4 separate regions of the Sus scrofa genome follow, and all the other regions are linked to region 2. The links are chromatin contacts, called in public HiChIP or PLAC-seq maps. All regions are on one chromosome and are shown on one strand. The core of a region is the stretch at or near the end of the contact, and the rest is flanking DNA. Distances in the headings are between cores, read along the strand shown.

Evidence for each region. HiChIP or PLAC-seq counts read pairs in DNA pulled down with a chosen protein or histone mark.
Region 1: an H3K27ac HiChIP or PLAC-seq map of alveolar macrophages shows a contact between it and region 2. The contact joins the promoter of C12H17orf58 here to the promoter of DDX5 in region 2. A contact is called at or near these places in 2 of 5 promoter capture datasets (fetal liver and liver), 1 of 47 Hi-C or Micro-C datasets (heart right ventricle) and 1 of 2 datasets of contacts at active chromatin or transcription factors (alveolar macrophages).
Region 3: an H3K27ac HiChIP or PLAC-seq map of alveolar macrophages shows a contact between it and region 2. The contact joins the promoter of KPNA2 here to the promoter of DDX5 in region 2. A contact is called at or near these places in 2 of 5 promoter capture datasets (fetal liver and liver), 4 of 47 Hi-C or Micro-C datasets (heart right ventricle, liver and psoas muscle) and 2 of 2 datasets of contacts at active chromatin or transcription factors (alveolar macrophages and skeletal muscle).
Region 4: an H3K27ac HiChIP or PLAC-seq map of alveolar macrophages shows a contact between it and region 2. The contact joins the promoter of ERN1 here to the promoter of DDX5 in region 2. A contact is called at or near these places in 1 of 5 promoter capture datasets (fetal liver) and 1 of 2 datasets of contacts at active chromatin or transcription factors (alveolar macrophages).

The regions. Positions count from the first base shown.
Region 1 is chr12:14,259,022-14,264,614 of Sscrofa11.1, forward strand. C12H17orf58 (UPF0450 protein C17orf58 homolog) reads right to left here and starts at 2,658. Exons shown (of 3, transcript XM_021068119.1): 1 at 2,532-2,658; 2 at 2,091-2,282; 3 at 182-1,434. The coding sequence starts at 2,193. The coding sequence ends at 1,244. LOC110256159 reads right to left here. Exons shown (of 4, transcript XM_021068075.1): 2 at 5,314-5,593; 3 at 2,446-3,068; 4 at 2,277-2,285. The coding sequence starts at 5,389. The coding sequence ends at 2,277.
Region 2 is chr12:14,570,130-14,576,482 of Sscrofa11.1, forward strand. DDX5 (probable ATP-dependent RNA helicase DDX5) reads left to right here and starts at 1,583. Exons shown (of 14, transcript XM_021066761.1): 1 at 1,583-1,656; 2 at 2,293-2,471; 3 at 3,631-3,796; 4 at 4,175-4,271; 5 at 4,354-4,487; 6 at 4,601-4,666; 7 at 4,911-5,052; 8 at 5,132-5,292; 9 at 5,386-5,558; 10 at 5,895-6,005. The coding sequence starts at 2,428. CEP95 (centrosomal protein of 95 kDa) reads right to left here and starts at 1,522. Exons shown (of 19, transcript XM_021066757.1): 1 at 1,365-1,522. The coding sequence starts at 1,383.
Region 3 is chr12:14,282,712-14,288,847 of Sscrofa11.1, forward strand. KPNA2 (karyopherin alpha 2 (RAG cohort 1, importin alpha 1)) reads left to right here and starts at 2,601. Exons shown (of 11, transcript NM_001163404.1): 1 at 2,601-2,614; 2 at 3,953-4,054; 3 at 4,204-4,341. The coding sequence starts at 3,980. It overlaps TRNAR-CCG (a tRNA gene), which reads right to left and starts at 158; the gene lies at 86-158.
Region 4 is chr12:14,879,674-14,885,438 of Sscrofa11.1, forward strand. It overlaps ERN1 (serine/threonine-protein kinase/endoribonuclease IRE1), which reads left to right and starts at 2,240. Exons shown (of 22, transcript XM_005668695.3): 1 at 2,240-2,485. The coding sequence starts at 2,435.

The DNA of each region.
Region 1 (5,593 bases), core at 1,408-3,907, 310 kb before region 2:
TATATATATATATATATATACAGGGCTTCTGCGAGGCGATTAGAGGCTGTGCCATTACAGACTTAATGACACAGCTTGAGCTCTTCAGTGCATCTGCTTTGAGACCAAACGGGCTGTTTTTCTCTCCTCAGTGCAGTTCCTGTTTCTCTTTGTTTAGGCAGTAAAATCTTCAATTCAACCATGGATTATCAGTGTCTTTATTCACAGTTTCATATTAACTGAAGCACAGCTTGGTCTTCGGAATAAAGTAACGTCTTTGTGGACTCAGGTATAAAATCAATATTAAAGTCAGTGAGTGATTAAATCTTTTCAAGCCAAATGGGAAATGTTTGAAATTCACATGCTTGCAAGCTGTTATTAAATATCAGTTCCAGAGTTTTTGGAGTACGTTTGAGAAATGCTTTTTTTCCCTCAAACTTTTTGGGGTCCGTGAAGCTAAAAAACCAGCTGCATCCAAGATCTGATTTCAAGGCAAGATTTACTGCTTTACAAACACAAACATGATACCTGGTCTTAAGAGAAAAATGACATCAGATACACCCAGAATGTTTGGCACTGAGATAGCTGCCAGTATGGCACAAAACATGATTTTTGAAGCAGGGAGGCATGGAAATAAACTATCTTATATTTTGGTACATCAGGAACATTTGTTTGAACAAACACTTGTTTGCCTGAATTAAGCCCATCAGTCCTCTTTAGGTGTAAAGCTTTAATACTTGTCTTGGGCTGTGACTTGTGTGTTTGATCTAAACGTGATCTGACATGTCCTACGTCTGACTAGTGCACTTACTGTTATGTACAGAATTCAAAATGTGACGGTTTTAGTATAAAATTTGGTTTGATACATGATATAAACTATTCAACAATTGTATATTTAAAACCGAGGAAATGTTTTTGTGAACTATTTCTACTCAAGAATGTATTTAAATTAAAATAATTAACATAAACAACACGAAGCAGTGATCTGTTAACTGGACAGGTCAGTTATCTGGGCTGTGGGAATAACTGGCACTACAGTTGAATAACTTTACCACTGGAGCTCAGAAGCCTACCATTTAAGAAGCATTGTGTAAATAAAAAAGTGACCACTTCAAGATTGGAGTCAGCACTTCACAACTAGTTCATAAAGGAGCCGTGTGCCCTATTCTAAGGGAAAAACCCCATGACGTGATGCTAGGCCTTTCGCGTCTTGTTGCTGAAATCCAAGTCTCTTGAGGAACCAGAAGAGCCAGGCTGGAATGTTTCACATGCATTGGGTGTGAATTGCTCCTTGCACTTGCCCATCCCTTTTTCGGTTAAATCTTTTCACATAGCTGCTGCTGCTCCTGACTAGTCCATCTCCGGGTCGGAGGCGCCCCCTCAGGACCTGAAGCAGAGCTGTAGGTAGCTGCCTTCTTTTATGATAGATGTGGCCCATCACAATATACCTGCTGCCTGGGGGGGGAAAGAAAAAAAAAAAAAAAGCCAACATGTAAATTCATAGTATCTTCAAAAATGCCACGAAACAATGTGAAAATGGAATAAGGACTTTAAGAAACGCCTAAGCTTGAATCTGTTATCTTGCTGCACATGGTGCATCTCAGACATTTATTTAACCCTCAAACAACAGAGACAGCCTAGTGACCTTTATAGAATAATCAGATTACCCAGCCTGTAAACAGCCAACACTAGGAGCAAAGTTCCTAATCACAACATATCAGCAGGACTTTACCGAGCACACCTCTAGAAAGACGTGGCAGTGCGCAGCACCCGCCCCCCAAAAAAGACGCTTCTACACTCAGTTTAAATGGCCCCGTAGGCGTCCCTTCTGGCAACGGTGTTTCATCGTTCCCTTCATTTGTCCACAAACATTTATTGAGTGTCTGCTTTGTGCCAGCCCGTGCAGTTCCCATCTTTAGCCGGTGGCGCGGGAGGAAGGTGTGCGCTGATGGAATTTAAATCCCAGAATTTAAATCCCCGAAATAATACCTGTCGTCTAAATTCTAAGAATACCCCTCTCCCCGTAAAAGGTACTAGGGTGACCGACAGAGACCAGGCTCCGGCATATTCAATGGTGTCATAAATATAAAATGGTCACTTAGTTTCAATACCAGGTTTAAATTCTGGACATGGCTTATTGCAACTGGAGGTGTCCAGGGCTAATATGTGGACTCGGAAGAAAAACCCGTCCGGAGTGATGTACAGGCGGCTCATCTTGTACAGCCCGTCCCGGTCCACCAGCAGAGTCACCAGCCGGATCCCTGTGCCGAGCACGTCCACATCATGCACGATTCCGTTCACTGCTGCTTGCAAAAAACAAAGAGTTTGGAGAAATACAGAGCGCTCCCTTCCTCTTTCTCTCCCCAGAGCGTTTTTAACAAATCGCGAAATAGTCCACACGGCTCTGGGGCCTGCAGGACCGAGCGGGTGGGATTCTCTAGGGTTTGGTTTAGGATCCCGGTGTACAGCCCGACTCCCTCGGCTCGGAAAGGCTCTCCCCGCGGCCGGGGCTCGGCCGTCCGGGCCCGGGAGGAGCGGCGGGCGGGGCTCACCGAACTCGCTGGCGCAGTAGGACTCGCGCACGTCCAGGTCCGCCCCGCAGGCGCGCGCGCAGGGCTCGGCGCCTGGCTCGGCGTCCTCCGTCCGCGGCGGGCGCGGCGGCGGCGGCGCGGGCGCGGGTTCCGGGAGCGGCGCGGCGGCGCGCGGCCGGTTGAGGTAGGCGGGGTCGGCGGGGGCCTCGGCGGCGCGCGCGGGAGCTCGCGCGGCCGGGAGGCGCAGGTGCCGGGAGCGCGCGCGCCGCGGGGAGTCGTCCAGCGCGGGCACGCGGCGCGGTGACGCGCGGTTCTCGGCCTGCGCGAGGCGCGGGCTCGGCGGGTCGGCGGCCGCGCGCGCTGCCTCCCGGAAGCCGGCCCGGTTCTCGGCGGGCGTGGGGGGCTTCCGGCGCCGCAGGTCCGACCAGGCGCGGGGAGCGGCGTCGGCTGCGCGCGGCCGCCGTTGGGTTTCGGGGACCGGCTGCGCCCGGGGCCCCGGTGTCTCTTCAGCGCTCGGGCCGCCGCCGGGGTCGGGCTTCCTGTTGTGGGGCGACGAGGCTGTAGGGAGAGAGGAGCAGAGGCCCGGGAGGGCGTCAGGGGAGGGGAGGAGAGGCCGGGCGGGCAGAGGGGACGGAGGAGGGGACGGGGAGAGGAGGGGGCCGGCGTGGGGGTGGGGGGAGCGTCGAGGGGAAGGGGAGAGGCCGAGACGAGAAGGGAGAGAGGAGGGGAGGAGAGGTGAGGCCGGGGAGGCTGAGAGATGAGGCTGCCGAGGGGGAGAGAAGCCAGTGGGGGGGAGAAGAAAGGGCTCCGGGAGGGGAGGAGATGGGGGACAATGCAAACGTAGCAGACACCTGCGAGAGGCGAGGTGGGGCGGCCAGGAGACTTGCAAGTAAAGGAAAAAGAATGGGAGGGGGAAGAGGAAGGCCCCCCAGCTTCTGAGGAGCACAGGTTTCCTAGGCCCCACAGGAGGACGGAGATGAGGGTCTTGCCCTCTAAGAATGAGGCCAACTAGGAAGAATTTTCTCACCGCATGGGAACATTTCATTTTGTTAAGGAACCTTCGCAAAGCAACGGCTTTTAAAATTACAACCACCTATTTGTTCCAGGACTAAACATAACTGACAACTTTGGTTAAATAACAAACTCTTTTTGCCCTTTCTTTAATGTATATATAAACATCCGCCTTTTTGCTCTGTACAGTTTGTTGAGAAAGTACCAAGAGCAAACCCCAGGGGGAAAGGGCTCATATTACAGGTTCTCCTAATTGTTTAAGCGCCCCTGACAACAGAACTATTTGGTTTTCCCATCCGTGTTTACACTGTCATCTTGGTCTCTGCAGAACCCAGCATTTGTGAGTGGATTTTTATCTGGCTTCTTGGACACCACTTATTAGTAAAACACAGCTTAGAAAGATTTTTAAAGTGTGGCCGGGAGGCAGAGGCCCTTGGTGAAGTATAAAAGCACACACATCACTTACATTGCCCTCCCACCCCCGCCCCCTTGCATGGTGGAGGAAAAGCTCCTAAATGGCATATGGCATGAAAACACATTTTTGAAATTATTAGTGATTTTCCCCAGCTCTGCAGGCAGGTTGGTGAGCAAACTTCAGCCAGCTTAGAAGCTGGGCAGCTTTCCATGCCCAGTTACACAATATCACCTCCCCGTTTGCCTGGGTCCCAGTGCCCTCCAGACGGGCACAAGAGTCCAGCTTTATTTTTCTATTGTTTTAACGGCTGGTTTTTAGCATTTCTCTCCTCTGGCATCGAAGAGCTTGGTCTGTCCATGTGCAGCTCTTGCAACACTTCGTTTAAAGTGATTTATCTTGCCAAATGGACAATCTCCCTTAAAATCAGCTTTCACCCAGCAATAATAGCTGGTTATAGTTCATGTTTTTGCAAAGAGGTTGATTCTGACTCATTATGTTCAACGTTGCCCATACACAGCTGAATAAAGTTCTGGTGGATATCCAATTCCTGACTGTCAACTGTTGACCTCACAACTGCTTCCCCATTGATATCACCATCTGTTGTCATGGGAAAGATTGTCTGATATTTGGGTTAAATGCCACTGAAGTCATTCAATTTCCATGTGGAAAAATAACCCAAAGTAAATTGCCCTGTGAGGTGCGGAAGCTATTTTTCCCAGAGATAGTGGATAGAACAGAAACATCCAAATAAAAGCAAAACAAAAACACCTCCCGTAGAGAACCTCATGTCTTCGTTCCCTCTGTAATTTTCATCTCATGCAATGAAATTGTGTGTGTGTATTTTAAAGACTCAGGTGTCCCAGGGCCATGGGTTGGGGCTGCAGGGAGAGAGGAGAAAGGTCTGAGATTTCAGGCTCCCTGCAAGCCCCCAGCCCCGGCAGGGCGCACCCAGCGCCTCTGATCGCTCTCGGGACAGGGACCCGGGCGCAGGGCGGACCCCGCGCTCCTCCGGGCGCCCGCCGCCAGCCGCGTCCCCAGAGCCCGGCCCGCACGGCTCCCGAAAGGCGCGCCACGACCCCTTTTGACACTTTCCCTCCTCTGTGATGGAGCAACTACTTAACATGCAAAGTTTTCTCCAGCCTGCCCGGCTCGCTCGCGATCATTTCAGTAGCTGTGCTGGCTTCTTTCCGAAAAGGCTGCCAAGACACACACAATCTTGGGGACACATTTTGCTCCTTTCGAACACGAACACGGACCCGGAGTCTCCTCTCTGGCAAGCCCTGACCGCTTTCTCGTCCCGCCCTTCATCGCGCCCTCTCCCCAGCTCCCCCCGGATCCCAGCCCCTTTCCCAGGGCTTAGCGTTTCATCGATCTTACCTTTTCTCTCCGCCACTGGGGCTTCGGGAGATGATCCAACGATCAAACAGAGGAGCCAGAAAGCTCTAGCTGTCATGTTTGTAGACACGGTTCCCAGGCTCTAAAACTGAGCCTGGGCTTTTGCTCTTTCTCTCCCCCCACCCCTTCTCCACACCCCCACCCCCGTTCATGCTAATGAGGGGCAGCCTTTGGGGAAACGGGAATCACTCACTGAACAGACCATTGGAACAAAACGGAGCTGCAGGGATTTTTCCCACCTCCTAAGGGGGGCGAGCACGTG
Region 2 (6,353 bases), core at 333-2,832:
GCTCAGATGCTGTGTTGCTGTGGCTGTGGTGTAGGCCAGCAGCTGCTGCTCTGATTTGACCCCTACCAGGGAATGTCAATAAGCTACAGGTGCAGCTCTAAAAAGCAAAAAAAAAAAAAAAAGGCAAACAAAAAACCCACAAAACTATGATGCAAACTCAATTTTTACTGTTCCAAACTAAAATCTCAAATTACTCTACACCTTATTTTAGAAGCTATACGTAGATTTTTATTTAAAATATATTTACAAGAAGTCAGGAACATTATCTCATATACGAAAGGTCACCAGAAACTAATTAATAGATGTTGCTTCAAAATCCCAATAGCATTAGTCATGATGTTACCCAATTATCTTGCCCAAGTTGGAATTTCTCTGGTGCCCAAATAAGTGGTGATTAACTGAGGCTGTTAAGAACTGGAGTAATGACACCAACACTACTGCAGTTTTTAATTTTTTAAATTATATTTTGTGCACATGAAAAGAAATATGGTAAATACACAAAAACGTCTCTACATTCAAAATTAGCACATTACCAATACTGCTGAAGTTTCCTGCTGTCACCCTCCCTACCCTAGATACTGATAAGATGAGCAAAGTTATTTCAAGAGTTTGTCGGCCAAAGGAAACTTAGAAAAACCTGAAACAATTTGCAATTGACGGGAACGTTCTTTTATTCTGTGTGCGTTCTCTTAAGTATGTTCTAGAAACAAGTGCGAGTTTCCGTGTGAAAGCGTCTTCAAGGCATGTTATCTCCCTCTCCCAAAGTTCAGTACTCACAGCTGACCAAACCATGACAACAGGTTTGAACGCTGTCTTGGAGAAAAGGATGAAAGCGTCCTAGACAACCAAATCAATTCGCCTTTCAAAAGCGGTACTAGACAAAGCGAATGAGTCTAGAGATCACAGAAGAGTGAAGTCCACCACGGTTCTGCTATTGGCCGGGGGCATCAACAGATCTTAAAGAGGGCCGGTCCTCCAATGTTCAAATAAAGATGCAGGTACTAGCTACCTCAGTCCTCGCAATGCAAGAACTGCAGGCACAGTGAGTGGGTGGATTCCCCAGAAAAATACGAGTCCGGGGAAGCTACGCGACTGCCCTTTTCGCAGCCAGGTTGCGTGCGCTACGGGCCTCACCGCAAGGGCCCTTCTAACCCACCCCCAAAACCGCACCCCACAACCCGGAAAGAGCCAGGGAGCGGGGATGAGACCCTACCCAGAGAGCCCGCCAACTATCACGGGGTGTCACCAGCCCCGCCGGCCGCCCAAACCCGCCCGAGGCCTCAAGGTAAAAGTGGCAGGGACGTTAGGGGATTTAGAGAGGACGACTTCGTCCACACACACCGGAGCGACAGGCCGAGACTCACCAGCCTCTGAGCCGGCCATGTCGAGAAGGCAGGCCGCTGTCGGACTCTTGGCCCGGTGCGCGCGGGACGGAGCTCAGGGAGGGCCGCACGCCGCAGACCCAGTGCTGACAGGAGGGGGAAGCAAACGAAAGTGCCGGGAAGGAGGGATTAAAAAGGGAGGGACGTTAAAACCGCTTCTCGTTGCTGATTGGTCACCACAGGACCACTTCCTTTCGCAGCACGCGCTGGGGCGGCGGTTTGCGAGCTCTAAATACCATTCTCCGCCGACCAGATCCCGCTAAGGAGTTCTCAGGTGGGTGGGTTTAACAGCCCCGCGGGTCAACCAGCCGACCTGGCCGGTCTCCCCGGGCAATAGCACTGCACTTCCGGCGAGCGATTTCGTTTTGTACTCCTCCGCCGACGCCATCTGGAAAAGTAGTGCGGCCCGCTCACCCGGTGGGCGGGGGGGGAGTCACGTGACAATGTCAGGCTCCGCCTACCCGTCTCGCCGGGTTGTGGGCGTGAGGGCCCTTTGGAGACGTAAACATTTCCAAGAGAACCAAGTGGCTTGGTCTGGGTGGGCCATTTCATTGTTCGTGCTGGACCTGAAAAAGGGCGGGGCGACTTCCTTGAAGTGTGGAAGACAAGGAAAAGGTGAAGTCAAGAGAGTAAAAACTGAGGCTTCCCAGTAGTGGGTGGATGGACCCACCCTTGAAAGGAGTGAAAAACGGGAGGGATGGTTTGGGTGGGGGGAGGAGAAGGAGGGGCGAGAACATGGCGGATTTCGGAACGCCCGCGGGCGGTGCGGCCTCGGCGCAGGGGCGGGGTGATTAGGTCATAGAGCAGCTCCCAGCGTTCTCTGCGGCGGAGGAGGCGGTCCAGGCTATAAAACCGGCTGCCGGGACGCGGCCGGCACCTCATTCATTTCCACCGGTCTCTTGTCGGGCAGCTTGGGCTCCTGTCATCGCCGTCCCTCCGCCGCTGCCGCCCCCGCAAGGCTTCGCCGTCGTCGAAGCCACCTCCAGCGACTTGTCGCACCCGATTCTCTGTGCTTTGTTTCCCGCCAACCGCAACCATTGACGCCATGTCGAGTTATTCAAGTGACCGAGACCGCGGCCGGGATCGAGGGTGAGTGTGGGAACTGACCTGTCAGGCCCTGTGGGTGGGGGATGGGATGCCGATGCGGGGGGGCGGGGTGGCGACGGGAATTCGGCTTCCTCAGCCTATGTTTGGGCCTCGTCCCTCAAAGGCTTGCGCCATTTTGATATTTTTGAAACTGCCTGGGAGTTTCATGTTAATGGTTCTCGAGATCTCTTCTTTTGTCTGGGATGGGGCATCGCGGCCTCGATGATTTATCAGCTCTTGGGAGAATTCCAAGGAGCGTATTTCGAAGGGAGGGGAGCGCAGCGCTTCGAGGCGGACGAAATCGCTGCTGTTAGGTGCAACCTTTCGGAAGGTGTTTTGGGGGCCCCAGGAATTTTGTGGGTGGCGAGGGGGCCGTCTCCGATGCCGTTATTGCGGCGGGGGCAGGACGGTGACCGGCACCGCGGGAATCGGCCATGTGGCTGAGCCGCGGGTACAAAATGCCGGCATCGGACATGGCGGCGGCGCCTTTGTTACCCCGCCCGGCGGAGGAGCTCAAAATGGCAGCGTCGAGAAAATGTGGCGCAGAGAGAAATGCGAGACAAAGGGGGAAGCGCCGCCCCAGCGGGAACGCCGCCCGGCCGACTCCGCCCGGCAGGGACTCCTCCCCCGGTAGTCTCCAACGCCTCCTTTTCTTTTTCCTTACGTTTATATAATTTTGCTACCTTGATCGCGGTCCTTTCTGGGGCATCTCTCCAAGTCATTCGGCTTGCGTAAGTGTCCGCGAGATAACCCACCTTTTTCTGCTCTGTGTGCTGTTCCGTTATCTATTAAAATCAAAGCTCCTTTGCTTGAGAACAGCTGGTAGATAACATCGCTGTTAGGCTTATCCTTTCTTGTCTTTCTCTCAGATATTTAGTTTTTAAGTTCATGGGAGAGATTAGTAGCCCCAACTATTGACGCTCCTTGTAATCTGAACTTCTGGCATTCGGGCAGCCACTTTCCGACCTGTGAAATCCCGGGCTGATGATTTGGGTTCAATGGCGTGTACTTGGTACAACGGGAAATGAAAAGGATGCGGTGCTAATTGTGGCTTTTGAGAGAATGACCGTCTGTTCCACCTGGAAGTCTTTGATATTTAGCATGTGCCAAGGGGTGGTTAATATGTCTGTACGTGTTCGAAGATGTGACTTTTTAATTTCAGGTTTGGTGCGCCTCGATTTGGAGGAAGTAGGGCAGGGCCCTTATCTGGAAAGAAGTTTGGAAACCCTGGGGAGAAACTGGTTAAAAAGAAGTGGAATCTTGATGAGCTGCCCAAATTTGAGAAGAATTTTTATCAAGAACACCCTGATTTGGCTAGGCGAACAGCAGTAAGTAATTTCATGTGGTTTCTTCAGGCTGTAATTCAATAATTAATAACTTTGCAGTGAATCAAAATCTGACTAGAAGTTCCCTGCACATAACTAAGTTTTGGGGAACTCATGCTGAGTAAGTAAGGATCTTACTTACTTTGGGGAAGAGGAGTTACTACTCACTTTTGGAGACAAGTGACTTTTTCTACTTAAAATGGTTGGGTGTAACGTAATAAGTGGTTTTTGTTTGTTTAGGGTTTTTATATGGATCCAAATTTTAAAAGGCCATCTTAAAGTAGTTAAGTCAATTATGAATTTAGGAGCTTATTGGTTGCATTTTCAGTTAAGGGGAGTTGTCATGAGAAGACAACTGGATTTTTGTAATTTGTTTTGTAGCAAGAGGTAGAGACATACAGAAGAAGCAAGGAAATTACAGTTAGAGGTCACAACTGCCCAAAGCCAGTTCTGAATTTTTATGAAGCAAACTTTCCTGGTAAGTGCTAGTTTTCCCTACCTTAAAAAAAAATTCTTTCTCTCGGCATTTCTAATTTTAACTTACTTGTTTATGATTACAGCAAACGTAATGGATGTGATTGCGAGGCAGAACTTTACTGAACCCACTGCTATTCAAGCTCAGGGATGGCCTGTTGCTCTAAGTGGATTGGATATGGTTGGGGTAGCACAAACTGGATCTGGGAAAACATTATCTGTAAGTTGGGCAACTTGTAATTCTGTGTCGAGTGATTGAGGAAATGGGTTGGAAGTTAAAAGAAACCAGAAATATTTTAATGTGTAACTTCTGTTTGCCCCTTCTCTGAACAGTATTTGCTCCCTGCTATTGTCCACATCAATCATCAGCCATTCCTAGAGAGAGGTGATGGACCTATTGTAAGTATACCTTAAGCTTTGTTTAAAAGTACAGAGATTTGTCCAGTAGAAAGCAAATGACAATTTGTGGTGATTTTAAGTGGAGACGTTAGCTGTTTTGTACCATTTATCTGGAAACAAATCTGCTCTAGGTATTGGACAGCAAAATAAGTCATGTGCTGCTGTAACACTGATATATCATCACTTCAAAAGTAGACTCCGGAACTCTGCTGAAAGGTATTCATTCCACTTTCTCTTTTCTTAGTGCTTGGTGCTGGCACCAACTCGAGAACTGGCCCAACAGGTACAGCAAGTAGCTGCTGAATACTGTAGAGCGTGTCGCTTGAAGTCCACCTGCATCTACGGTGGTGCTCCTAAGGGACCACAGATACGTGATTTGGAGAGAGGTACAAAACAGAAAGTGTTTGATTTGTCACTGGTGGTGCTAAAATTCTAGATGTCTTGGTTACATTTTTGTGTTTAAAGGTGTGGAAATCTGTATCGCGACACCTGGAAGACTGATTGACTTTTTAGAATGTGGGAAAACCAATCTAAGACGGACCACCTACCTTGTCCTTGATGAAGCAGATAGAATGCTGGATATGGGATTCGAACCCCAAATAAGGAAAATTGTGGATCAGATAAGAGTAAGTACTCTTTAAATGTGTCTATCTTTTCAAACTTTGCTCTAAATTTATTCTTAGAATACAAGGCTTTTTCTTTATTCCAAAAATCTTTAGCCTGATAGGCAAACCCTCATGTGGAGTGCTACTTGGCCAAAAGAAGTAAGACAGCTCGCTGAAGATTTCCTGAAAGACTATATTCATATAAACATTGGTGCACTAGAACTGAGTGCAAATCACAACATTCTTCAGATTGTGGATGTGTGTCATGATGTGGAAAAGGATGAAAAGTAAGTCAGTCTTAATAACTCTAAAAACAACTTTATTGTACAAATTGAGTCATGCATTTATAGGTTACCTTAAACATGACTTTCAGTCATACTGGAATCTGGCTGTTGAAATTGGTCTATTCATTGTTCTGAAAATTGTTTTGCTTCCTTTGTTCATGTAATTGGTTGTCATCATGTTTCTATCATCTATAGAAAAAAAGATCTGTCTTAACAGGGGCAAGACCAAGGATAGACTGTTTATACGTTTAAGCAGGTGTTTGACTTGTAGCCATATGAGTTGAAGTTAGTGTTTTGCTGACTATAACTTAGAATTCACAATTTTTTGTTTCTTTAAAGACTTATTCGCCTAATGGAAGAGATCATGAGTGAGAAGGAAAATAAAACCATTGTTTTTGTTGAAACCAAAAGAAGATGTGATGAACTTACTAGGAAAATGAGGAGAGATGGGTATGTGGGCTTCCTCCATTGAAGCAGATGTATTAATAAGAGCTGAGTTTAGGGGGAGGGCAGAAACTTTAGTAACGTTAGACTTGAGGTGGGTTGTTTTTTTGTTTTGGTTTTTTTTCCTTTTCTGTTTTGTTTTTTGTGTTTTTAGGGCTGCACCTGCAGCAGCATATGGAAGTTCCCAGGCTGGGGGTTGAACCCGAGCTGTAGCTGCTGGTTTACACCATAGCCACAGCAATGCAGGATCTGAGCTGTGTCTATGACTTAGACCACAGCTCATGGCATTGCCAGATTCTAACCCACTGAAAGAGTCCAGGGATTGAACCTGCGTCGTCATGGATTCTAATGCAG
Region 3 (6,136 bases), core at 1,351-3,850, 290 kb before region 2:
CGAAATAATGACATTTCAAAATCTACTTTGAGTTCTAAGTGCCTGTAATCACTTTTTTCCCCTTGCACCAAAATTAGTCTGTGTACGACCCAGATGGGACTCGAACCCACAATCCCCAGCTCCGGAGGCTGATGCCTTATCCATTAGGCCACTGGGTCACCACAGGATCCGCGTTCTCACACCATCTCCTTACGCGATGCCATCATCGCGCCCCGCCCCCGAGCTTGGCGGCCTCACGTCGGGCGGCGTGGGATTTGGGAGCCGCCCCCAGCGACGGCAAAATGCGCCTGCGCTCTCGGCCCCGCCCGCCCTCAGCCCCGCCCACCAACCTAGCCTCCCCGCGCATGCGCGTTGTCCTCCCCACCCGCCTTCCCCGATGGTGCGTGGCCTGCCTGCGGGATTCTCTGCGCCGCAGTGAGTGGCCTCCTACCTGTTGGGTTCTTACGGTAAAGGTCTCAGCACTGGCTGCATACTAGATATTAAGCGCACTTGGGGAATTGTAAAGAAAATTCCGAAGCCTGTCCTCCATCCCACCCCGTTCTAATTCTATTCACCTGGGTAGGCCCAGGCCTCTGCATTTTACAGAGTTCAGGCCCCTTCCTCTGCCGGAAGGTTCTCCTGCATCCCCCTCAACCTTTCCTTCTTTATCAAACTACTTCTTTTTCATTCTTGCATTTAGTCAACGTACATTAATTGGATAACCCATTAAGGAAGGCAACTGTTAGGTCGTTGCAGGGTGAACAAAATTTTCTTCAAATTTGCCCGTCTAGGTTTGAATGCCATTTGTTCCTGTGTGAACCTGACAAGTTACTTAACCACCCGCTCTTCTCTTCTGTGAAATGGAACAGATAGTAATACTACCTCACAGAATTGTGAAGATGAATTTTCATATCGGTAATACCAAACACTTCTAGGCACGTAATACCGATATTTTCATGCAAAAGAAAGCCCAATTACACTAACTTAAACAACAAAGGAAGTGATGATATAATTATCACAAAGGATGATATAATTGCAGCCTTCTGAGGTAGGTCAGGATGGTGATCAAAGCTTTCATGGTTTCTCTACAATTGTCTTAACTCAAATTTCTAGAACTCACATCACTCAGTTCGGAACAGAGCCTGCTTTCCCACCTCCAATCATTAAACAAAAAGCATAGGCTTCACAACTGGATGAAATTAGGTCAGATGACTGCCCCTGAGCCATTCATTGTAGCAAAGGGAATGCCTTGCAGTGACTGGTTTACAGGTGAATTCCTTCCACGTTTTCGCATTTGGGCAGATAGGATTATACTGATTGGGTAGGTGAGAGGAGACAACCTCCTGTGATTCCCTTGGCTGCTACACAGTGCATGAAGCTGGCAAAAATGCCTGCAAGAAGAGACGAAGACCATTGTTTGAATTTATAGTAAAAAACACACAAACAACAAAACCAATACAGCTTTTCTTAAAAATACCCTTTTCAGAATACGGAAAAATTATGAAAACAAAGTGGCCTATAACACTGACATTACGAGAACCATCACTGATGCTTTTTTAAAAATTACAAGAAAATGCAAGCATTTTATTCAGAAATGTATAAATTGTAGCATAAGTCATTACTGGAACAACTGACAAAATTTGAACATGGACTATATAATAAATCACATCGAAGTTCAGATGTCTTGAATTTGATGATTGTGGAGTGGTTATATAACAGAATGTCCTTATCCTTCCAAGGTGCAACCCAAAATATTTAGGGATAAAGGGACATGATTTCTCAAACTTACCCTTCAAAAGGTTGAAAAGTATCATGTAAAAGCTATGCATATGGGCCTACTAGTACGTGTGGGTATTTACACAGAGAAAGAAATAGTAAATGTGGCAAATGTTAACACTTGGCAAATATGCATAAAGATTTATAGTTCTTTTGTATTTGAAAATAAAAAATAAGACTGGAGAAACAGATGTAGTAAACCTTTTGTTACCATTACTTGTGCCGTCTATGCAGTCTTTTATGATGCAAGTTAGAAGAAAAAAAAAACTAAACTAAAAAGTGCAGCACAAATCTGCTTTATCCATCCCCTCCTTGGTGGCCCTGCTAACCTTTGGTGGCCTTTTTCTTCTGAGTCCTATCAGAGAAAAAAATACATAGCAATGTATTTCTATATCGAAATTTTAAAAATTATTTGGGGAATCATTTGTGGTTCTCTTAAGGCAGACGCCAAGGGTAACGACCAACCACTGTACACGAGTAAACCCTCGGTAAAGGACCGAGGCTATGGCCAAGGCGGGCTGGAAACTAGCCCTTCGCGCTGCACGCCGGGACCTGAAGGCTGCCGCCTCCGAACTGCGGGGCGCTCTGGGATCGCCCGGCCGCTCCCTCATCTCGCGATGCTATCGTATCTTCTGGGCCCTCTGACCCCTCCCAACGTGTTTTTCAAATCCACCAATGGACGTCTAGCATAAGCTCGAACCAGCCAATCGGAATGCGGAGCCACCGGGAAATTTAAATCGCGCCGGCTGCACGAGCCACACTGTCCTCGCGCTGACCGTGGTGGACGTTTTGAGAGACCCTGAGCCGCAGCCTGAGCGCCCCTGACCGCCTCCTGTGGAAGCCTGAGCCGGCTGTGTAGGTACGAACCTAGGCCGCAGTCCGGCCTGAGTGGCAACGGCTGGCCTGTAGGCCGGGCTCGGCTTGTGGGTGGCGGGAGGGAAGGCCCGGGCTATACGCCTGGCCTAGCTTTGGCTTCTTTGGTTGACGAGGCCTTTGGGGTCGTTCGTTTACGAGACGGGTGTTTGGGGATGCGGGTGCTTGGGTTTTAGGGCCCGAGGCTCTGCAAACCGCCGCAATGGCATTTACTCGAGAATCAGAGTGAGGCCCGAGGGCGAAAGCCCAAGTAGGTTGCCGGGCGCCTCTGGCTCCTCCTCCGTCAGTTCCCGGCTGCTCCTTCCCCGAAATGGGGCGGGGAGGGGGGAGCAGGGGAAGGGACTGGAGATGGAGGTGGCAGTTGGAAGTGCTGTCTCTTAAAACACGTCGGCCCTGGGTTGGTTGTGTCACTATTTCGTAAAAGAACAAAATGAAATTAAAGATAGCCCCCTCCCCCCCTTAGGAGGACTTTTCCTTTTGTGATCTTTTGGGGAGTGCGCTTAAGTAGCCACGTCTGAGTGAAGCACAGCTGGGGATATCAACCTAATTTGGTGCATTCACTCGGAATTCCTCGAAAGTGTGCGAGATGCTGAAGATGAAGAACTGCGTCGCGAGTTTTCAGTGTGGACAGGACATTTTATGAAAGACTCCATAACGTAATGATGAGTCAGATTTTTAACAACTTTCAACTGTGGAGAATGTACCTGTTAGGCCATTTAAAGACAGTGGAGCCTCCAGAGGATCTGAATTTATGGCCCCTAGGACAAAGATTTTACCTATAAGCTCAGTCCCCCTACTCCGAGTTCAGTTAAGTATTTGTAGATCCTCTATAGAGTCTAGAGCCGCTCTGTGCAGTGCGGTAGTCGCCAGACGCAAGTGGCTAGTCTGAATCGAGTTGTGCTGTAAGCTTAAAGTACAGATCTTGAAGAATTGGTAGGAAAAAAGAATGTGAAATATCTCAGTAATTTTTTTGATATTTTAACGTGTGGAAATGAGAATATGTTGGATGTGTTGGGTTAAATATTAAAATTAATTTCATTTGTTTCTTGTTACTTTTTTTAAACAAAATGTGGCTACTAGGAAATTTAAATTTAGGCTGCTTGCTTTATATTTCTGATGGACAGCACTGCTCCAGGAAGTCTCAGCCCTTCGGAGGGGAGGGGCCAAATATCCTTTGGCTAAAACTACATAGTGCTGAAAAAGGAAGTTCCTCTTCCATTACAAAAGTGTGGATTCAATATGTTTTCGATAATTCCCTTGATGCTTACCGTATTGCCAATCAAAATGATAAAAGGGAATTTTTTTTCTCTCCCTCATCTTATAGATACCTCCCTCCCTTTGTCTCATAACCATGTCCACCAATGAGAATGCTAATTCACCAGCTGCCCGCCTTAACAGATTCAAGAACAAGGGGAAAGACAGTACAGTGAGTACTTTCTGTTGCTTTCCTGTGGTATTTTTTAAATGGCAATATATTTGAAGGGGTCAAAACTTTGAAGGAATTTGAAAAAAATGCCATCACTTGGCAACAAAAACTGGTGTAATAGGTGAAATGATATGTAATTTTCTCTCAAGGAAATGAGGCGGCGCCGAATAGAAGTTAATGTGGAGCTGAGGAAAGCTAAGAAGGATGACCAGATGCTGAAAAGGAGAAATGTCAGCTCTTTTCCTGATGACGCTACTTCTCCACTGCAGGAAAACCGCAATAACCAGGTAAGGATATTTCAGCTTGTGATTATGGTAAACCCAGAAAATCAATATGGGTCTTTTCTTAGAAATTTAAATAACATTCCTAGCTTTATAGTCTTAACTATCAAATGTGAAGATCTTTTATTTTTGTGCTCCCAGTCAGTAATTCTAGTGAGCTGTCTTCTTTCCTTCCCACACTTAATAATCTACTAAAGTTGATTCCAAGATTGTCTTTGGCTCTGATCTCCCTTCAAGACTACCTGCATTTCTAGCTGTCAGCTTCGGACCTTGACCTGGTCATTCAAGTGTTAAGTGAAAGTGTGTGCAGGACCAACTTATTTCTACCTTTGTCTTTCTTGATTTTTTTTTTTTTTTTTGCTTTTTAGGGCTGCACCCTTGGCATATGGAATTTCCCAGGCTAGGGGTCGAATTGGAGCTACAGCTGCCAGCCTAACCACACCCATGTGTGACCTACACCACAGCTCATGGCAATGCCAGATTCCTCGACCCACTGAAGGAGGCTAAGAAGGATGAGTCCGCATCCTCATGGGTACTAGTCAGATTTGTTTCTGCTGAGCCACAATGGGAACTCCAGTTTTGTTTTGTTTTTTTTGGCCTTGCCTGTGGCATGTGGAAGTTACTAGGCCAGGGATTGGACCTAAGCCACTGCAGTGACAATGCCAGCTTTTAACCTGCTACAGCAGAAGGCAACTCTTTCTTGAATTCTTTTTTTTGTTTGTTTGTTTTTAAAGTATTCTCTATTTTTTTGTACTTGTCAGCAGCTTTAAAAAAAAGGAAAAAGTCAGATCTTTTTCCTCCTGAAGCATTTTCAGTAGTTTGCTAATTTTTTTTTTTTTTTTTTGGCCACTTCTTAGGCCGCTCCCACGGCATATGGAGGTTCCCAGGCTAGAGGTCGAATTGGACCTGTAGCCACCGGCCTATGCCAGAGCCACAGCAACACAGGATCTGAGCCGCGTCTGCGACCTATACCACAGCTCAGGGCAATGCCAGATCCTTAACCCACTGAGCAAGGCCAGGGATCGAACCCACAACTTCATGGTTCATAGTTGGATTCGTTAACTACTGAGCCACGTCGGGCACACCAGTACTTTCCTAATTTTATCCTTCCTTTCTTTCTATGCCACATACTATTAACCTAAAAAATTTCCTGGAGTTCCCGTCATGGCTCAGCAGTAATGAACCCAGCTAGTGTCCATGAAGACGAGGGTTCAATCCCTCTCCTGACTCAGTAAGTTCAGAATTTCGTGTGGCCATGAGCTGTGGTGTAGGTTGCAGATGCACTTGGATCCCACATTGCTGTGCCCGTGGTGTAGGCTGGCAGCTGCAGCAATTCAGTATCTAGCTGGGAAACTTCCATATACTGCATGTGCAGCCCTAAAAAGCAAAAAAAAAAACCCCACAAACACCTAAAATGTTGCTTTAATCATCTTAAGAAACTTTGATAATTTTTTTTTTTTTTTTTTTGTCTTTTTGCTATTTCTTGGGCCGCTCCCACGGCATATGGAGGTTCCCAGGCTAGGGGTCGAATCAGAGCTGTAGCCACCGGCCTACGCCAGAGCCACAGCAACGAGGGATCTGAGCCGCGTCTGCGACCTACACCACAGCTCACGGCAACGCCGGACCCTTAACCCACTGAGCAAGGGCAGGGACCGAATCCGCAACCTCATGGTTCCTAGTCGGATTCGTTAACCACTGCACCACGACGGGAACTCTGAAACTTTGATAATTTTAATCTACATTCTTTCAAGGTTTTTTAGTAAGTTAAACCCATTTTAGATTTTCAAATTTCTCATCTTTC
Region 4 (5,765 bases), core at 990-3,489, 310 kb after region 2:
GCTTGCATTTAGACACGAAGATGACGCTTTTCAAAATGTGTCTACCACTTTCACCATTGCTCAGCTCCACCCTACTCTGAACCTGCCATGTTGGTTTCTCCAGCATTGGGAGGGATTCGTCCCTAGACCGTGATTCAGGCATATGAGGTTGCCAGTGGGGAACCTCGTCGATGAGACCATACATCTGGTCAGTCCCCCACTACTTCTCTCATTTATTTAGTTGGCCAAGCAAATGGCATGCAGAAGTTCCTGGGCCAGGGATCGAACCCTCACCACAGCAGTGATCGGAGCCACAGCAGTTGCAACACCATGTCCCTAACTGCTAGGAAACTCCTATTTACTTTTAATTATTATAGTTTTATAGCTGCACCTGCAACATATGGAAGTTCCTGGGCCAGGGATTGAATCCGAACCTCAGCAACACCAGATCCTTTAACCCACTGCTCAGGGCTGGGGATCGAATTTGCTGTAGTCAGGTTCTTAACCCACTGTGACAGTGGGAACTCCTATATTTAATTAATTATTATTTTTTTTTTTTTTTTTTTTTTTTTTTTTTTTTTTTTTTTAGGGCTGCACCTGCAGCATGTGGAGGTTTTCAGGCTAGGGGTCTAATCGGAGCTGTAGCCACCGCAGCTGTAGCAACGTCAGATACAGGCTGTGTCTGTGACCTACACCACAGCTCACGGCAAAACTGGATCCTTGATCCACTGAGTGCAGCCAGGGATCGAACCTGCAACCTCATGGTTAGTAGTCGGATTCTTTTCTGCTGCGCCACAATAGGAGCTCCTAATCAATTTTTTATAATTGCAGTACAGTTGCTTTACAATGTTGTGTTGGCTTCAAGTGTATTGCAAAGTGATTCAGATATATACATACAGCCTTGGAGCTCCCGTTATGGCTCAGTGGTTGACGAATCCAACTAGGAACCATGAGGTTGTGGGTTCAATCCCTGGTCTTGCTCAGTGGGTTAAGGATCTGAGCTGTGGTGTAGGTTACAGATGCGGCTCGAATCCCACGTTGCAGTGGCCCTGGTATAGGCTGGCGGCTACTGCTCCGATTAGACCCCTGGCCTGGGAACCTCCATATGCTGCGGATGCGGCCCTAGAAAAGACAGATATATATATATACACAGTCTTTTTCAGATTCTTTTCTGTTATAGGTTATTATAAGATATTGAATATAGTCCTGATTACTTTGCTTTCTCCAGTGTTGCTTACTACTTTCCCCCAAAGCCTGAAAAATCTGTCATATGAGCAAGATGGGAAAAATTAGAGAAGTTGCTATTCTTTTTTCCTTTTTCTCCTAGAATATGGAAATGTTGTGCTCTGAAAATTATTTTATTCTCTCTTGTTACAATGTCCTCTCTCCCTGCTTCCATCTCAGTGGAGGGCGGCATGGGACCCAGGACCAAACAGCTGCCTGTCTCTTTAGATCAGGTTAATAGCCCATAACCTTCAAAAAGACCTTGTATGAGTCCTCAGCAAACCCACTCCCGTGTGGCATATGTCAAGCTTCACATCTACAAATGCCACACAAACACATATGACATCACAGCTGAAATGGTTTCCTTCTTTGCTTGTAATTTTTGGCGAATGAGTTGGCCATGGTTATTCCAAAGGGAACATGGTTGTTGGACATAATTTGAGGGGAATTCCTGAGGGGAAAGAAAGGGAAGAAAGGGGGCTTTAGGCTAAATGAGACACAGCTAGAGCATCCCAGGACTGCGAACTCAGAGACAGCCCTTCGCAGAGCACAAGTTCTGGGTTTGCGGGAATCGCCTGCTAGAGTCTGATCCTCACTCCCGAGCTCGCCAACGATCCCTCCTACTGTCTTCTAAGGCGTGAGGACGAAACAGGGGTTCTGGACACTTGGCATCGCCACACTCCTGCTCTTTCCTGATCAAGTATGACGTAGCAGGTCCCTCGGCGACCGAGCCGCCTGGAGCAGGGGGTGAACCCGCGAGGCGAGGTTGCTGGCCTCCCCTATTCCTCAGACAAGCTCCTTGACTGGGTCACTCAATGTCCCTAGACGCGGGACCGAGGTGTCTGAACGTCCGCTCCCACAGCTGGTGCTGAAGGACCCACGGACAGTCAGAGGGCCGCCCCGCCCATGGCCCCGCCCACCACCACCCCTTCCGCGCTAGCCCCGCCCCAGTCTGCCCTCAGCCCCGCCCCTGAGCCTGGGCCCCGCCCCATCTCAGGGCCATCCTTAGGCTGGGCCCCGCCCCGACCCCGCCCCGACCGGAAGAAGCGCCGGCTCCAGGCTCTTATACGGTGGGGAATGGGGGTGCCGCCACCGCCTAGTCAGCTCTGCGTTCGCTGAATCCCGGCCGCAGCCGCGCTGTCGTCGCGGCGCCCCCGCCCGGTCCTCTGCCCGCCCGCCCGCACCGCCCCTCTGGAGCCGGCCGGCCTGGAGCCAGGGCCGAGTCCTCGCCATGCCTGGCCGGCTGCTTCTGCTGCTGGCGTTGCTGCTGCCCGGTCCCGGGGTGAGTGACCGGGGAGCTTGGGGTGGGGGCAGCGCAGGGAGGGCCGGGGTCCGAGCTGGGAGTACGGTGACGTCGGCGGCGGCGTCCCCTGGCTCGGTGCGCCCCGGCGAGGGCGGCGCCGGGAGCGGAGCGACGGCCTCTGGACCGGCCGAAGTGGCGGCCACGGCCGGCCGCGCCGAGGCGTCCGCCACCCAGGGGCCTCGCGGGCCAGCGCGGCTGTCACCCGCAGCGCCTCCTGGGCCGCGTGCTCTCTGGCGCAACTTTGTGTCGCCCCAGCGGCACCTCTTGTCTCCGGAAGGCCCGGGACCCTTGGGAGCCGCCCCACCTGCCGGACCCTTCCCACAGGTGGGCGCCTGCCCTGCCTGGCGGTGGCCGCGGAGAAAGGGCAGAACGGGCCCTGTAATCAAGGGGGAGAGAATGTGTTGCATTTATTATCCGCGTTTGAACTTTCCAAAATGCAAGAACTTTGGGAAATGAAGGCAGCTGGAAGGGGGTAAGCAGTTTTAGCCCAGACCTTGATTCTGCTTACCTGCTCCAGGTTTCTTGGCATTGGAGGCAGCGGGCTTCCTTTCGGGCAGCAAGCCTTGGTGAAGTAGGTTAAATGGTGGGCGTTGGAGTGTTTTTCAAGACCCCCATATGGGACAGCGGTGAAACCTCTTGGAAACTTCAAACGGAAGGTCTCCACCTCACGGGAGAGCACCATGGGACTGTCTGAAACGTCTTTTCATTTCTTTTCTGGAGAGAAGAGCTGGGTTGCTCTTCTATTTATTTAACTATTTCAGGCCTTTACTCAGGCTGTGGATTTGGGCACCGTGGCTAGGAGGACATTTTGTGGACAGATTTGGCTTTTTTTTTCCCTTCTGGCTGGAAGAACCTAAATGAGCGAGTGGTTTAAAAAAAAAAAAAAGAAAGAAAACAAAACAAGAAACTATTGTTCAGGATGTGGGCATGGCGCACTGGAGCAGGTTCTGTTTAATGACCTCCACTGTGTACTTTCTAATATGGTATATCAGGTACCAGATGTCCAGATGGAGGATTGGCACGTGTGTACCTGAGTGCCACAGCATGAACTTTTCCGAGGTTGTGCATTTTCGGTAAATAATAGTCTGCTCTTGAGGTAACAAGCATTTGGAAACAGCTGAAGTAATGTGAGGCCCCCTTTTTCAAATGCAGCGTGTTTTTTTTTTTTTTAAGGAAAGTTTGTACACACTTCACAATAAAACTCATGTAAGTTCAGTTTCTTATCTAAGAAAAAAAATTCACTTTCACAACTAGGGTCAGGTTTTGAACTTGAACATTTTATCTTGCGCTGGTTAACTGCTGCCTGGCATCTGTTCACAAATAATAATGTAAAGGGAATGACCAAAATGTGTGACCTGAGAGTCATTCCTTCCATATCATCAGGACTTTGTGTGTATGGTTTTCTTTGCCACATCTTTTCATTTGCTAATCTTTCACTGGATTCTCGTGTTTTAGTTTTTGAATAACTTTGGCTAAAGAGCCAAAACTATTTAGCTTTAGTTAGGACTATAGTTTCAGTTCATGTAAATATTTCCAAATTGTATTTAGAAATCCAGACTTCTCTGAGTTCATGGTAAAATAGTCCAGACCCTTATCAAAAGGTTATGTTTTAGTGTAACTACTTTTTAGGGAAAGAGGTCCGAATTTGACTCCGAAGTTGACTACTAGTAAAAATTTCATTCCTCAGCCATAGTGGGAATTATCTTTTAATATTCTTAAGTGAAACCTGTTGCAGGGTTTGCGTTAAGCTGGGCAGCAGTGATGGTGTGCAGAAGGTCCTGGCTGTAAAATGAGGCAAACCTGAGTTCTGTCGGGTCCCTTGCTAGCCGTGCCCTCAGAGTCTTGGAGACTCTGTTTCCTGATCTGTGAAATGGGGACAGCTAACACACGAACACCTGTGACGGGACCTGGTACCTCATAGATGATAATGTGAATTCTTGCTACCCCCAAAGGTGTTTTTTTTCCTAAGTCATCATTTTTAAAATGTTATACTATGCCTAGGCAAAGAACATTTTTGTGATGCTGTTTCTTTGTGATTGATGAAGTAACTGGAGTGCAGTGGAGGCAATATTTTGATTTTCCTTCAGTGTATGTCTGAGCCAGACATTGACTCATCCACGAGCTGAAACTCTAGGCTCTCAGATCCACAGTGCAGTTACCTCGGTGTTAGGAAGCACTTGAGGCTTTCTTAGGTTAATCCAGAATGTGCTTATTCAGTCAAGGAGGTTTCCCCCTCCTTCCTAGACCCGGATCTTGGCTTGTGTTGCATCATGGCTGTCACATCCTCGCTGCCCTGTGGTCCTCACTGTACAGCGTTTGGGTGTCACTTCTTTCAAGTGCCCGAGAGTTGGTGGCATGTGAGGCAAAGCACTTGCAGCGATGGCATATGCCATTTCTTTTACTCGGCGGACGTTTTGGTCGTCGAGGGCAATAGACACCATCGCTGAGAACCGCGGACCGCGTGCGCGCAGGCACACAGCGAGACTGTCGTCTGAGACGGGGGTCTTCGCTGGAAACGGTCTTGATCATCACTTATTCGGATAGTTAGTTATCCCCTGGGTGAATTATCCTCCCAGGAAACGTCAAGTATTTGCTGTGCGGCCGCGAGAAGTGTTTTGTTCCGCTCCCATTCTGTGCACTGTGCGTCTGCAGTTAGCCTGTAGTTGTGCACGTGTGTTTGTGTTGTTTCCTTAACTCGCCAGCTCAGGAGGTTCTCCCGGTAGGAAAGCTTCTCAGAGCGCAGGAGGAAATGTCTATGAGAGGAATCCTTGAGGGAGTTCGATGGTAGACAGGATTCCTGAAGCGGGAGGAGTAGGTATTTGCCTGCCTCCAAGGTTGACTCCCTTTCTCGGGTTGAAGAATCACTGGATAGCTGTTTCATTTTCATCGGAAACCTCTCTGGTTTGGGAATCCAAAGTAATCTTTAGGTTCAATGTTGTGTATGTTTTACAGGGATCAAATATTCTCCCTGAAGAGATGATATAGGGGAGAAAAGCCTCATGTATCATTTTAATGGATTTGGTTTTTATTATGCCACATAACTTGGGGCCTGTAACCTAGCAATGTGATTAGAGTGTGATGCTGGCTGAAAAAATAGGGACAGTGAATCATAGGCTGTGAATAATAAACATGCCGGTTGGCTCTGTTTCCCAGGGCCTGGGGATTTTTTTCCCTCCTATCTTTATCTTTACTATATCCCATGGTTGGTTTCAGACTTGCCTGCCTCAGAGCAGCACATGCCCAGAGATATTTAAATGAG